Linked DNA regions of Mus musculus: regions 1, 2 and 3 are each linked to region 4. The links are chromatin contacts, called in public Hi-C, Micro-C and promoter capture Hi-C maps. All regions are on one chromosome and are shown on one strand. The core of a region is the stretch at or near the end of the contact, and the rest is flanking DNA. Distances in the headings are between cores, read along the strand shown.

Region 1 (2,700 bases), core at 41-2,540, 190 kb after region 4:
ATAACACCACATGCATGTTTTATAGAAATACAGAAGGCAAGGTGGTTATCAAGGTCTTGACTCTCTGGATATTAGCTGTTACACCGTTAGTATTTTTTCTCCAGTAAACATTTATTATTTGTGAAATAATTCATCAGCACTACCAGTTCCATATTTCTGAGAAACACTGGGACAACATTTGAGAACTTAACTCCTCAAGTTACCCTCTATTGAATGCAGGTTCCCTTAAGTCTTAGTTATTCCTCTATTGCTATGATAAAACACCATGACCAAGGCAAGTTATAGTAGGAAAAGCTTATTTGACTCTATAGTTCCAGAGGGGTGAGGCCATCACTATCATATGGGATAGTGGCATATGGCAGCAGGCAGGCACAGCATCAGGAACAGTGGGGACTTCATATTGCACATTAAGAACCATAAGCAGGAAGCAGAGAGAACAAACTGGGAATGGCTCATGGCTTTGAAACTTCAAATCCTATCCCCAGTGGTGCACTTCCTCCAGCAAGATGGGCACACCACCTAAACCTCCCCAAATGGCGCCACCAACTGGGGATGAAGTATGACACATCTTAGCCTTACATAAAAAGAGACATTAGAAATAGTCTTTCAAAAGTTCTCCATTTTTGATCCTGCATTTCTTTCAGACAGGAACAATTCTGAGTCAGAGTTTTTGACAATGGAATGGCAAACCCATCCCTCTACTTGATGCCTTGTCTTTCTACTGGAGGTGGGCTCTACAGGTCCCTCTCTCCACTGTAGGACATTTTATCTAAGGTCCCTCCCCTTGAGTCCTGAGAGTCTCTCACCTCCCAGGTCTCTGGTACATTCTAGAGGGTTCCCCCACCTCCTAGCTCCCGAGGTTGCCCATTTCCATTCCTTCTGCTGGCCCTCAGGGCTTCAGTCCTGTTTCTTCCCCCAATATGTAATCATGTTCCCCTCTTCCCCTCCCTGGCCCCTCAGGGCCCTCCATCCCCCCTTTCTCTGTGATTGTTTTCTTTTCCCTCCCAAGTGGGACTGAGGTGTCTTCATTTGGGCCCTTTGGCTTGTTAACCTTCTAGAGTTCTGTGGATTGTATCCTGGGTATTCTGTATTTTTTTGGCTAATATCCACTTATTACATTTGAGTTATTAAGGAATATATATATCCTCCCCTGGGGTGTTACTTTTTAGTTTGTTTTTACAGAGCTGATATCCTGCTCCCTGTACTTGGCTCCAGTTGATTTATTGACAAGGGGAAATAGCTGATTTAGTTCATGGAAGCATCTTATCTGAAAGTGAACACTTCTTAAGAAAGAAAAAAAGGGCCCATGCTGTAAGATTCCAGAAGACTTGGGAGTTCTGCCTTGAGGGCACATGCTGAGTAATGTGTTTTGAAGGCAGGCTGCCAGGGTTTGACAAAGAAACGCAAGCACAGCTTTTGTTTTGCAATATCTAGAAAACTTGGAACTCTAATTTCTTGGTAGGAACAGTCTTTCCAAGATAAAGACAGTGTGGAGGAATTCTACCTCAAAGAATTACCCATAGCAAGAGAAAAGTTCATGCTAAATGGAAGTTGTGAGTCTTCCCCAGACATTATGACCTTGTTGAATTTCATCGGATGGCTGATGGCCTCATAGAAAATGTCCTTTTAAGGCTAATTTTACAGAAGCTCCTGAACAAGGACAGGATTAAAAAACAAACAAACAAACAAACAAACTAACTAACAAACTATCCTTCACTTTTTTGTGTGTGAGGGGTTCGATTCAGGGTTTCTCTGTGTAGCCCTGGCTGCACTCTGGGCTGGCCTCGAACTCAGAAATCCGCCTGCCTCTGCCTCCCAAGTGCTGGGATTAAAGGCATGCGTCACCATGCCTGGCTGTCCTTCAGTTTTAATTCATTGTTCTTTATCTTTAAAATTATAGATTTATTCTAAGAGTACTTTGAGCTCTTGGTGGAACATACATTACTTTTTTGTGTTCATTTTAGAGGACTTATGTTTACAGAAACTGCTATGATATCTCATGAGTTTTAGATTTTCAAAGTAAAGTATATACTCTTATTTTTGTTTTTACATATTTATATCCTGTGTGGGATTTATCAACAAAGAAGTTTTATAAAATGTCCTCTTCTTACATGGTGTGGAAAGCATTACTGGTGATTTTGTAGCATCAACTAGAAGGTGTCCTTTCAGGTTTTCTATAATGATAGAAGCTTCTTGCTGTCATAGGGTGTGACAATGAACAGAAAGAATCCAACTGACACAGGCTCTTGTCTGTATCCACAAAACAGGGCACACAGCAGTGTTCTTCCTATGGTAGGAGTAAGGGTTTTGGTGAAAGTCTTGTCTTCATATTTTCTTGGTGCTTCCTTACTCTAGGGTGTAGAGAGAATCTCTTATAAACATCACCTGCCAATAAAAAAGCCCATGGCCAATGAGCTGAGGCAGGAAATAGGAGGTAGGACACTAGCAGGAAAAGAGAGGATTCTGGGAAATTGCTGGAGAATAAAAGGATGCACAGGAGAGACAAGAGAGAAGACAGAGATGAGACCAGCAGGTAGGTGGACTGAGGAAGATGCTAAGGAGACACGAAGGAATAAGGGGACTGGAATTGAAGGAGAGATAACTAACCAAGTAGTAGAGATGGAAGTTTAATAGTTAAATAAGTTAAGAGCCAGTCATGGAATGAGCCAAAGCCCATAGCCTAGGCATTTAATAATAACT
Region 2 (2,700 bases), core at 153-2,652, 210 kb after region 4:
CAGGCTGTCAAGCTACAGGAAGCTACAGAGGTAACATGAATGAGTATAGCTAAATAAAAAATGCCAGTTGTATAGTCTACTACCATCATTCCCTAGGGCTTCCACACCAAGACAGCAATGCCTGTGGATTGGCAAAGGGCTCAGAGATAAGCCATGCTACTTCAGAATTCAGTGTTCTGACTTCTGGGGCATGGTGGACCATGCCTCTTATTTGGAAGCACAGTGTGCCAGGTAGGCTGCCTACCAGATCATGCTTGCATTTTCTCCTACAGTCTACATATGGATTAAATTGTAAATATATGATATTCTGGCAAAGACAAAACTTTATAGGCAGTGAAAGGATCTGTGTGCCAGTGTTGAGGTTTGGCAGAGGCAGGGGAATGACCATATGATACGGTAGATAAGCGGTGCCATGACCAAACTCACTGAACTGCACAACAGCAAAGAAGAGCCATGATCTTCAGTTAATTATAATGCCTCAGTAATGTTCAGTCAATATTGATACATCACATGAGTGGGAAGTATTTATAGTAAGCTGGATCCTGGGGGAAAGGAATGTATAGAAACCCTGTTCTTAAAGTGCATTTCTTTTCCTGGAAACTTAAAACTGCTGTAAGGTCAGGTCTATTAATGAAGAAATAATAAGTGTCCCTGTAGATCAGTTATATGCTCAACAACTTTTGCAGAATCATCTTGGTAAGCATGTTCCTTTGAGGCTTACATAATACAATTACAAGAAAGAAAAACAACCCTCCTTCCAGAAAGAAATAATCAGCTGAACAAATCGGTAGTTATCAGAATGCAGGCTGTGGTACATCCTGTTTTTCTAGCCCCACTTACTAGTGAAACAACCCAAATTGCACAGAAAAGGAGACTTAATTGATTCCATGGCTGCACTGAAGTGTTTAGAATTGTTAAGGCACGAGAGGAAAGTCTATGCCTGCTGCACTGGTGTTTGTAAGAGTCTTGAGTCAGGTGAGGAGGTAGAGAGGAGAGAGGCCGGAGGGAGAGGCCATGCTATATTCAGTTACAGAACTGGGCTCAGTTGTGGAACATGCTCAGTGTAGTTTTTGTACTCAACTGAATGTCAAGTACCCATTCCATTTGGCATTGTAGCGTTGCTGTGGCGAGAGCAGCCAGGAACAGGAAGACCAGCTTCCCCCCTTCTCTGAAGATATCCTATGTGCTCCAGTGGTCACTCCCACCCCTAACCCATTCTCACTCTTCAGCGGAAAGCCCAAGGACTGCTGAGTGGCTTCCTGTGATCTGCTGGGGCCAGCCAGTAGTCATCAGAAGTGACAGGTGACAAAGCCGTTCTCAACAACCCTCAGCTCCACTACCCTCCAGGGCTGAAGCCGTGCAGCAGCAAGTGTCATTTGTGAGAGGAGCTTGTTCTAGACTCTGGAGGGCCTCCAGGGTCACTCCCAAGAGAGCCTTCTGCACTGCTCACCCACAGAGCCAGATGGCACTGCCAACAGTGCAGCGACTTGGCTCAGTCCCTTGTCTGTGTGAAGGGACTACTTGCTTTCTGGTATTTCATTAGGCTGGAACCACAAGTGATGCCTTTCAGGTTTAGAAGGCAGGGCAGCTCATGACCTTTCTCTTCCATTTCATAAACCCCTGGAGTGGAGACATTAGAGAAATAAATAGAAAGAAAGCCCTGAACACTGCCTTAGGACACTTCAGGAGGTACAAGTAGGGTCCTCCTGTTCCCCAAAGGGCAGTTCCTTTAACTCCATATTTAATAATTCTTTGAGCAACATTGTTAGACTAAGGGTTATTGTCTCATTACAATATAAACACTTCCTCAGTATTCCTCCATAGCCTTTGTGGTGGGTAAGTTGCTAAGAGTCTCTGAACAAGTGGGAGCAAAAGCAAGGGTTTGGTGGCCTGATTTTGGTAAAGGAGTCAATGTTGTGGATTTGGTTTAATGCTACTTATGTTAACTGGGTCCCCCAAATTACACAAAATCCACATGCCTGCACATAAGACACTGAGGGACCCTGCCCCCAGTTGGTTTTGATTGGTAAATAAAGCTGGTGGTGGTTAATGGCTGGGCAGAGAGACAAAGGTGGGCTTTTAGTCCCAGTCAAGGGACTGAGGAAGGAGCAGGAGCGGGTAGAGCTGCAATGCCAGGAAAGGAGTAAAGATGAGGCCTGAGGGGTGCAGAAGAGAGAGCACAGCAATCTCACACAATTTGGGATCATGGCTCAGGAGGGCTGCAGGTCTGGGACCATGGCAGCAAAGATGGAATATAGATTTTAGTAAGTAATAACTCAGGACTATCTGAGGGGAGTGTGTTAGCTGCATGATGCTTAAGAAGTGGCTCGGCCTTTGAGTTATTTAGGGCATATTAAAATATAAGGCTGTGTCTTTCCTTTGGAACCCAGAACGTCGTCGGGGTGGAAGTGAGGAATGCTCACCACTGCAGCAGCTGGGTTTGAATAGAGGTAATTTGGCAACTACAGCAGGTGGGTGGCCTGATTTTGGTAAGGTGCTCCGCCCTTCCGTAAGGACTTGCAGCTACAGAGATATGTGCTTAGCTGGGAATTGTAAAAGGAAAAAAAGCAAAGACTCATGAAACTAGTGGTGTTCTGCTCTTCTTTTTAGTGGGCCGAAGATTGGAAAGGCATCTCTGTCATAGAATTATTTACTTCACAAAAGACTTTCCCGTTTGATTCAGTGTTGAGGTCTGTAAGA
Region 3 (2,700 bases), core at 119-2,618, 210 kb before region 4:
TCACTCTGTGGACCAGGCTGGACTGGAATTCAAAGGTCTACTTGCCTCTGCCTCCCAAGTACTGAGATTAAAGGTTTGTGCCACCACACCTGGCACCTAGCTTGCTTTTTTTTTTTTTTTTTTTTTTTTTAAACTTCCATTTAGGGCAGAGGCAGAACGCAGCAGAGAATGCACTTAAAAAAAAAAAAAAAGATAGTTTGGGGCTGGTGAGATGGTTCAGCCTGTAAGAGCACTGAATGTTCTTCTAAAGGTCCTGAGTTCAAATCCCAGCGACCACATGGTGGCTCACAACCACCTGTAATGAGATCTGACGCCCTCTTCTGGTACATCTGAAGTCAGCTACAGTGTACTTATGTATAATAATAAATAAATCTTTGGGCTGGAGCGAGCATGGACTGAGCAAGTGGGGCCAACCGGAGCAAGCAGAGGTCCTAAAAATTCAATTCCCAACAATCACATAAAGGCTCACAACCATCTGTACAGCTACTGTGTACTCACATACATAAAATAAATAAATAAACCTTTAAAAAAATAAAAATAGTTCGTAGAAGCCCAGTAAAGTATAATTTACAGTTGGAGCTGGTTTCTACTTGTATTATCTGTCCATTATCTTTGACCGGCCCCCACCAGAGCACCACAGACACTAGTTAATTAGAGCTGAGAAATAGAGCTGCTTATTTCAAGACTTTTTTAAGAATCCCGGGGATGTGAACTTTAAACTAATTTAACATTGCAGTAGTTACATAGTTACAGCCTGCCCCTCTGCTTCCTTCGGAACTTTACAGTGTGAAAACCACTTTTTCTGACTTCAATGCTGGAAGATATGTACTTGTAACTTTTTCTTTCTTTTGGAGACAGAGTAGCCTGGAGCTTCCTAAACTATGCTGGCCTCAGAATCAGAGATCCGTCTCTGGGATAAAAGGCATGTGCTACCTAGCATAAATATAAGTTTTACATTTAAAAAAATTTACATGTATCTATTTATCTATCCATCTACCTATCTTCCCATCTATCTACCTACCAGTGTGTGTGTTGTGGAGGTTCTAAGACAACTCCGGGAAGCCAAGTTCTCTTCTAAAAGCCTTGTGTGGATCCCAGCCAACAGGCATGGCTGCAAAAACCTTAACTCAGGGAACCACCCCACTGACCCATTTCTAAACCCTGTGGTTTAAAAGAAAGCAAGTACAACCCAAACTACACAGAGATGAAAGCGAGGCTCATTGTAATGTAATATTGTTAGTGAATTTCAAAGAAACTATGTTGTACAAAGGAAGCCAGATATACAAAAGACTACAAACAATCTGGCTGTGGGGGGTAGCTAATGCCTGTGTGGCTAAGGAGGAAGGATTTTGCTGAGTTCAAGGCTTATCTGGACTAGAGAATAAGACTCCAGGTGGCTCTCTCGGTGCTCACACTAGGGCAGCAGCTCTGGGAGTAGCAGCAAGGACGAGTTGCAGGGAAGGCTGTGGGGCTGTGATAAATGGGTACTTACCTCCAGATAATGGGGGAGGAGTCACTGCAGACACCCCCCACCCACACCCACACACACACTGCTGGGCTTACAGCGTTGGCCCTTCATATGGCAAACCCCAGAGCTTCCCAGCCAATGAGCCCATGCCCACTATGGGGGTGGGGGTGGGGGTGGGGTGGGGGTGGGCATGGATGGAGGCAGGATGACCAGGTTTCAAGTGTGTCAAAATTCATGGTGCTGCACATGATCAGAAGCTCTGGCCTGACACACTGTTCTCTCTCTCCCTCTCCCCCTCCCCTTGCCCCTCTTCCGTTCCCCTCCTCCCTCCCCACCCAACCCTTTTCCTGGATACTAACACTAGCCAAATGCATTTCTTACTTCTGTGTAGGAAAGCCTTAGCAAGCATAGGTTTCTTTAATGTAAATGTTTTGTTTTTTGTTTGTTTGTTTTGTTTTCCCATACAAGATTTCTTTGTGAAGCCCTGGCTGACTTGGAACTAGCTTTGTAGATCAGGCTGGCCTCAAGCTCACAGCGATCTACATGTCCCTGCCTCCTGAGTGCTGAGATTAAGGTGTGTGCACTACTGTCACCACCACCTGGTAAAAATAGTTTTTTTTTTTTTAATGAGTTTCCTTGATTATGGTGTTTTGTCATCACAAAGTAACTAAACATCAGCCTCTCTACTCTCGCCATTTATGGTCCATGTCCCAAAATGGGGCTAGAGAGGTCCTTTAAAAATGCAAATCAGATCAATGACTCCTTATTAAAATCTTCAACTAATGAAATGAAATAACTATTCTGCATGATGGTTAAGATCACATACTCTGCTTAGGGAGACTTGCAGACAAGCCTGGGATCTGATTTTAATCCCTAAAACTCACATTGTGGAAGGAGAGAACTGATCAGCGTCTCATGTGCTGTCCTTTGACTGCCACATGTGTACAGTGGCGAGCACACACCACACACTTCCACAGAATTAACTAGTGAATTGGATTGATTAGTTAATTAACAAATGAAAAATGAGCATACATTCTACCTTGTAGAGAGAATCTCTTATAATGATCACCTATCAATAAACAAGCTATTGGCCAATGAGCTGAGGCAGGAAATAGAAGGTGGGACACTGGCAGGAAGAGAGAGGATTCTGGGAAATAATAAGAGATAAAAGAGAGACTGGGGAGAGCTGAGGGAGATGAGAGGGGAGCTGGCTAAGGAGATGAACTCAGGGC
Region 4 (2,744 bases), core at 185-2,684:
AGCGCTTGCTATTTCGGTTGTAGTTCTCAACATCTCACTAGAGGGCAGTGTTGCTTCTAAAACCAGAGCTGGCCTCTCATCTAGAGGACACTCATTTCTGGGTTGCACGTATATTTAAAGAAAAGGTAAAGTCAAGTCTTTCCAGTCTTCCCTAGGAGATGGTAAATGTCAAATGTGAATTCTCCCAAGAGCCCCATCCAATTTTGACTGGTTGTAGCCCCAGGGGAGCCAGATAAAAAAAGTGAAGAGAGCTTGGAAGGAACTGGGTAGCAGATCTGATTTTAGTGTCTGTACTAACCAGTCAGTAGACAAGGTCCTTGGGCTTTCATTTCCTCTGTTAAATAAAAGAGCTGCCCTAGATGACTCCTAACACCCCAGCTCATCCTTAAAATGCTAGAATTTTAATAAATTTCTGGCCCTGAAGGGCTGAAAAATTTCTTGGTGCTATTGGCCACGTAAGGAAGAAGTAAAATCTTGAATTATGAAATAATTAGTAATTTAAATGCATTTAATGATCTAAGTGAGATTCAGTACGTCGTCCAACTCTCCAGGGACCTTAGAGCCATTGTCTACATTTGCTCATGGTGTGATTAATGCTACCGAATCCCTGCTCTCCTCTTGGTTACTAGCTTGGTGGAAGGAGCAAAATGTAATGATTTAGAATTATATGTAGAAAGGAGGCTGGACCCTCGTCGAGAACGGTTTAGGGTAGAGACTAAACCTGCCAATGACCTTGTCGCTATGTGGCTTCCATCATCTCTGTGTTTCATTCGGCGGCGTTCCCAGGGTTTTCGTTGCTCTGCTTCCTCTTACCCTACCTACCCCTTAAACCCAACTCCTTGTTGTATTGACTCAGATTACTGAGTGAATGTAGAATCCGCTCATAGAACCCGAGACAAACTGTGGAACTCCAGGGTCCTAGTGCGTGGACTTCACTTCTAAGGATTGGCAGGAGAGCCAGTGATTGACCCTTGGCTGTGCCAAGTGTCACTACTACACCCCTCCAAACACTCTAACCTTCTCGCTCAACATCTTCTTTATTCCAGATTTGCTGTTTTGCAGTGTTTCCTCCGTCATCTCACTGCCGCCCGCAAACCACCCCACCCGCGTCCCATTTCTTGAACCTTCAGGCCGCTTTCGTCTCCTTTCTAAACTTCCTAAAATGTACTCTGAGTGCCTGTGGGTGCGCACACTGGCGCGCGCATCCTCGCCTAGTACCGGGGCCAGCTGGGCTGGGCAGGCTCCGAGCAACAGAACACATTCCATTCTTCGCGCTCGGGCACACCCCTCCGCGGTGAGGATTGGTCGGCCCGAACCCCCTCGGTGAGCCTCGGCTCCTGAGAGGCCGGGGAGCCTGCCAATCCCCACGGGCTGTCAAAACAAGTCTTCCCTCCCTGTCACAGGCGAGCGGAGTGGAGGCCGCCCCGCCGCCGCACTTCCTGGGGCCGCCGTGCTGCGGTCGGCGGGCAGGTGGCTGGTGGCCGATCCGCAGTCGCCGCTCCGGCCGCGCACGTCCCGGCTCCGAGGCTCCTGGCTCCGGCGCCCACTGCCTTTTGTCTGCACAGAGCCGGCGCTCGCCTCGCGTCTCCAGTACCTCCCGCTGCTTTTCGCCTGCTTCTCCCTCCCGCTCACATCTTCTCCCCGCCCCCGCCGCCCGTCCGCGCCGGCCCGCTGACCTCCTGGACCACAGCCCGAGGACGCCTCTGCCGGAGCGATGTCTCCTTTCTACAAAGTTGTGGCTGCCACTGCAGCGGCCGTGGCGCGCTAAAACAAAGTCTAGCGGGGTTTCCTTCTGGTGCCTGAGCGCACCCGTGCCCGGGGCTGGACGCCGCTGGCGGTCGTGCTGTCTCGCCGGGAGCCTAAAACGTGCTTGGCTATGGCTGAGGGCGCGGCTAGCAGGGAGGCTCCGGCGCCTCTCGACGTTGCCGGGGGCGAAGACGACCCCCGAGCCGGCGCCGACGCTGCCTCAGGGGACGCCCCACCCCCGGCCTTGGGGGGCCGGATGAGGGACCGTCGCAGTGGGGTCGCGCTGCCGGGCGCTGCGGGGGTCCCCGCGGATAGCGAGGCCGGCCTCCTGGAGGCTGCACGAGCGACCCCCCGGCGTAGCAGCATCATCAAGGTAAGCGGAGCAGCAGCGGCCCAGAGCCTGGTATGGGTGCCGGGTGGGTAGGGGACATCCCCCCTCCAGCCCCTGGGCAGGATGTTCATTGCCCTAGGCGTCGCAGGCTGGGCATTGTTTTCTCCCACCTCCTTCATCGCCAAACCTTCCTGCCTAGTCCGGAGGTTCCCAGAATCAGCTGTTGGCCTTGAGAAGCAGAAGTGACTTCCTCTCTGACAGCGGAGGAAAAGTTCTCTGCGCTTCTGCGGTTTGATGGATGCTTTCCCTCATTTTCTCACTAACCGGTGGATGGGAGGAGGAAGGGTGAACTTGGGATAAATGCAGAGACCTGCGGGCTGGCTGTGCATTCTCCAGCGGAGAGCTAGCTTTCCCGAACAGCAAAGGCAAAGCACAGCTTACTTTTAATTGTGTGTGGGAAATCTCCCCCATACAGAAATGGTTCTGAAATCCTGAAACGCCTGAACTTTGCAGATAGGCAGGCAGAGTTTGCAGCGGACGCTGCAGCATAGAAAGGATGAAGGAAGAGCTTAGAGGTTTTGCGCTGCAGAAAACACACATCCGGGAAAACGTTCCCAGACTCCCCTAGCACCCCCAGAGGATTTGCCTTTATCCATCTGCCAAGGAA

What was found. Promoter capture Hi-C pulls out the DNA fragments that hold promoters and counts their contacts. Hi-C and Micro-C count contacts between places; a contact is called where the count stands out from the background.
Region 1: a Hi-C map of bone marrow-derived macrophages shows a contact between it and region 4, with 4 times the contacts expected there. The contact joins the enhancer-like site here to the promoter of Plcl1 in region 4. A contact is called at or near these places in 11 of 39 promoter capture datasets (the 3T3-L1 cell line, the C10 cell line, cranial neural crest and 7 more), 1 of 15 datasets of contacts at CTCF or cohesin (pro-B cells), 23 of 484 Hi-C or Micro-C datasets (the HL-1 cell line, adipose-derived mesenchymal stem cells, bone marrow-derived macrophages and 13 more), 12 of 115 datasets of contacts at active chromatin or transcription factors (SST interneurons, astrocytes, embryonic forebrain and 9 more) and 4 of 9 other capture datasets (adipose tissue, embryonic stem cells, macrophages and 1 more).
Region 2: a contact with region 4 is called in a promoter capture Hi-C map of the HPC-7 cell line, with 4 times the contacts expected there. The contact joins the enhancer-like site here to the promoter of Plcl1 in region 4. A contact is called at or near these places in 8 of 39 promoter capture datasets (3T3-L1-derived adipocytes, the HPC-7 cell line, HPC-7-derived erythroid cells and 3 more), 7 of 484 Hi-C or Micro-C datasets (cortical neurons, embryonic stem cells, group 2 innate lymphoid cells and 3 more), 10 of 115 datasets of contacts at active chromatin or transcription factors (the SCID.adh cell line, astrocytes, bone marrow-derived macrophages and 5 more) and 2 of 9 other capture datasets (embryonic stem cells and macrophages).
Region 3: a contact with region 4 is called in a Micro-C map of embryonic stem cells, with 2.0 times the contacts expected there. The contact joins the enhancer-like site here to the promoter of Plcl1 in region 4. A contact is called at or near these places in 4 of 484 Hi-C or Micro-C datasets (2-cell-like embryonic stem cells, cerebral cortex, embryonic stem cells and 1 more), 2 of 115 datasets of contacts at active chromatin or transcription factors (epiblast stem cells and large pre-B cells) and 4 of 9 other capture datasets (adipose tissue, embryonic stem cells, liver and 1 more).

What each region holds. Positions count from the first base shown.
Region 1 is chr1:55,599,346-55,602,045 of GRCm38.p6, forward strand. The region is part of intron 1 of Plcl1 (phospholipase C-like 1); the gene reads left to right. Among named protein-coding and RNA genes, the nearest start is that of Gm39642, 88 kb to the left of the region's middle. Within about 2 kb of position 1,291, at least 7 of the 459 cell types and tissues checked have an H3K27ac peak or open chromatin away from gene starts, as enhancers often do.
Region 2 is chr1:55,617,674-55,620,373 of GRCm38.p6, forward strand. All of the region lies in intron 1 of Plcl1 (phospholipase C-like 1), which reads left to right. Among named protein-coding and RNA genes, the nearest start is that of Gm39642, 110 kb to the left of the region's middle. Within about 2 kb of position 1,403, at least 55 of the 459 cell types and tissues checked have an H3K27ac peak or open chromatin away from gene starts, as enhancers often do. A contact at or near this core is called in the HPC-7 cell line, astrocytes, group 2 innate lymphoid cells and 4 more, where this site is marked.
Region 3 is chr1:55,197,558-55,200,257 of GRCm38.p6, forward strand. All of the region lies in intron 5 of Rftn2 (raftlin family member 2), which reads right to left. Among named protein-coding and RNA genes, the nearest start is that of Gm51743, 3.1 kb to the right of the region's middle. Within about 2 kb of position 1,369, at least 14 of the 459 cell types and tissues checked have an H3K27ac peak or open chromatin away from gene starts, as enhancers often do. A contact at or near this core is called in embryonic stem cells and epiblast stem cells, where this site is marked.
Region 4 is chr1:55,404,512-55,407,255 of GRCm38.p6, forward strand. It overlaps Plcl1 (phospholipase C-like 1), which reads left to right and starts at 1,435. Exons shown (of 6, transcript NM_001114663.1): 1 at 1,435-2,119. The coding sequence starts at 1,877. It also overlaps the pseudogene Gm8531.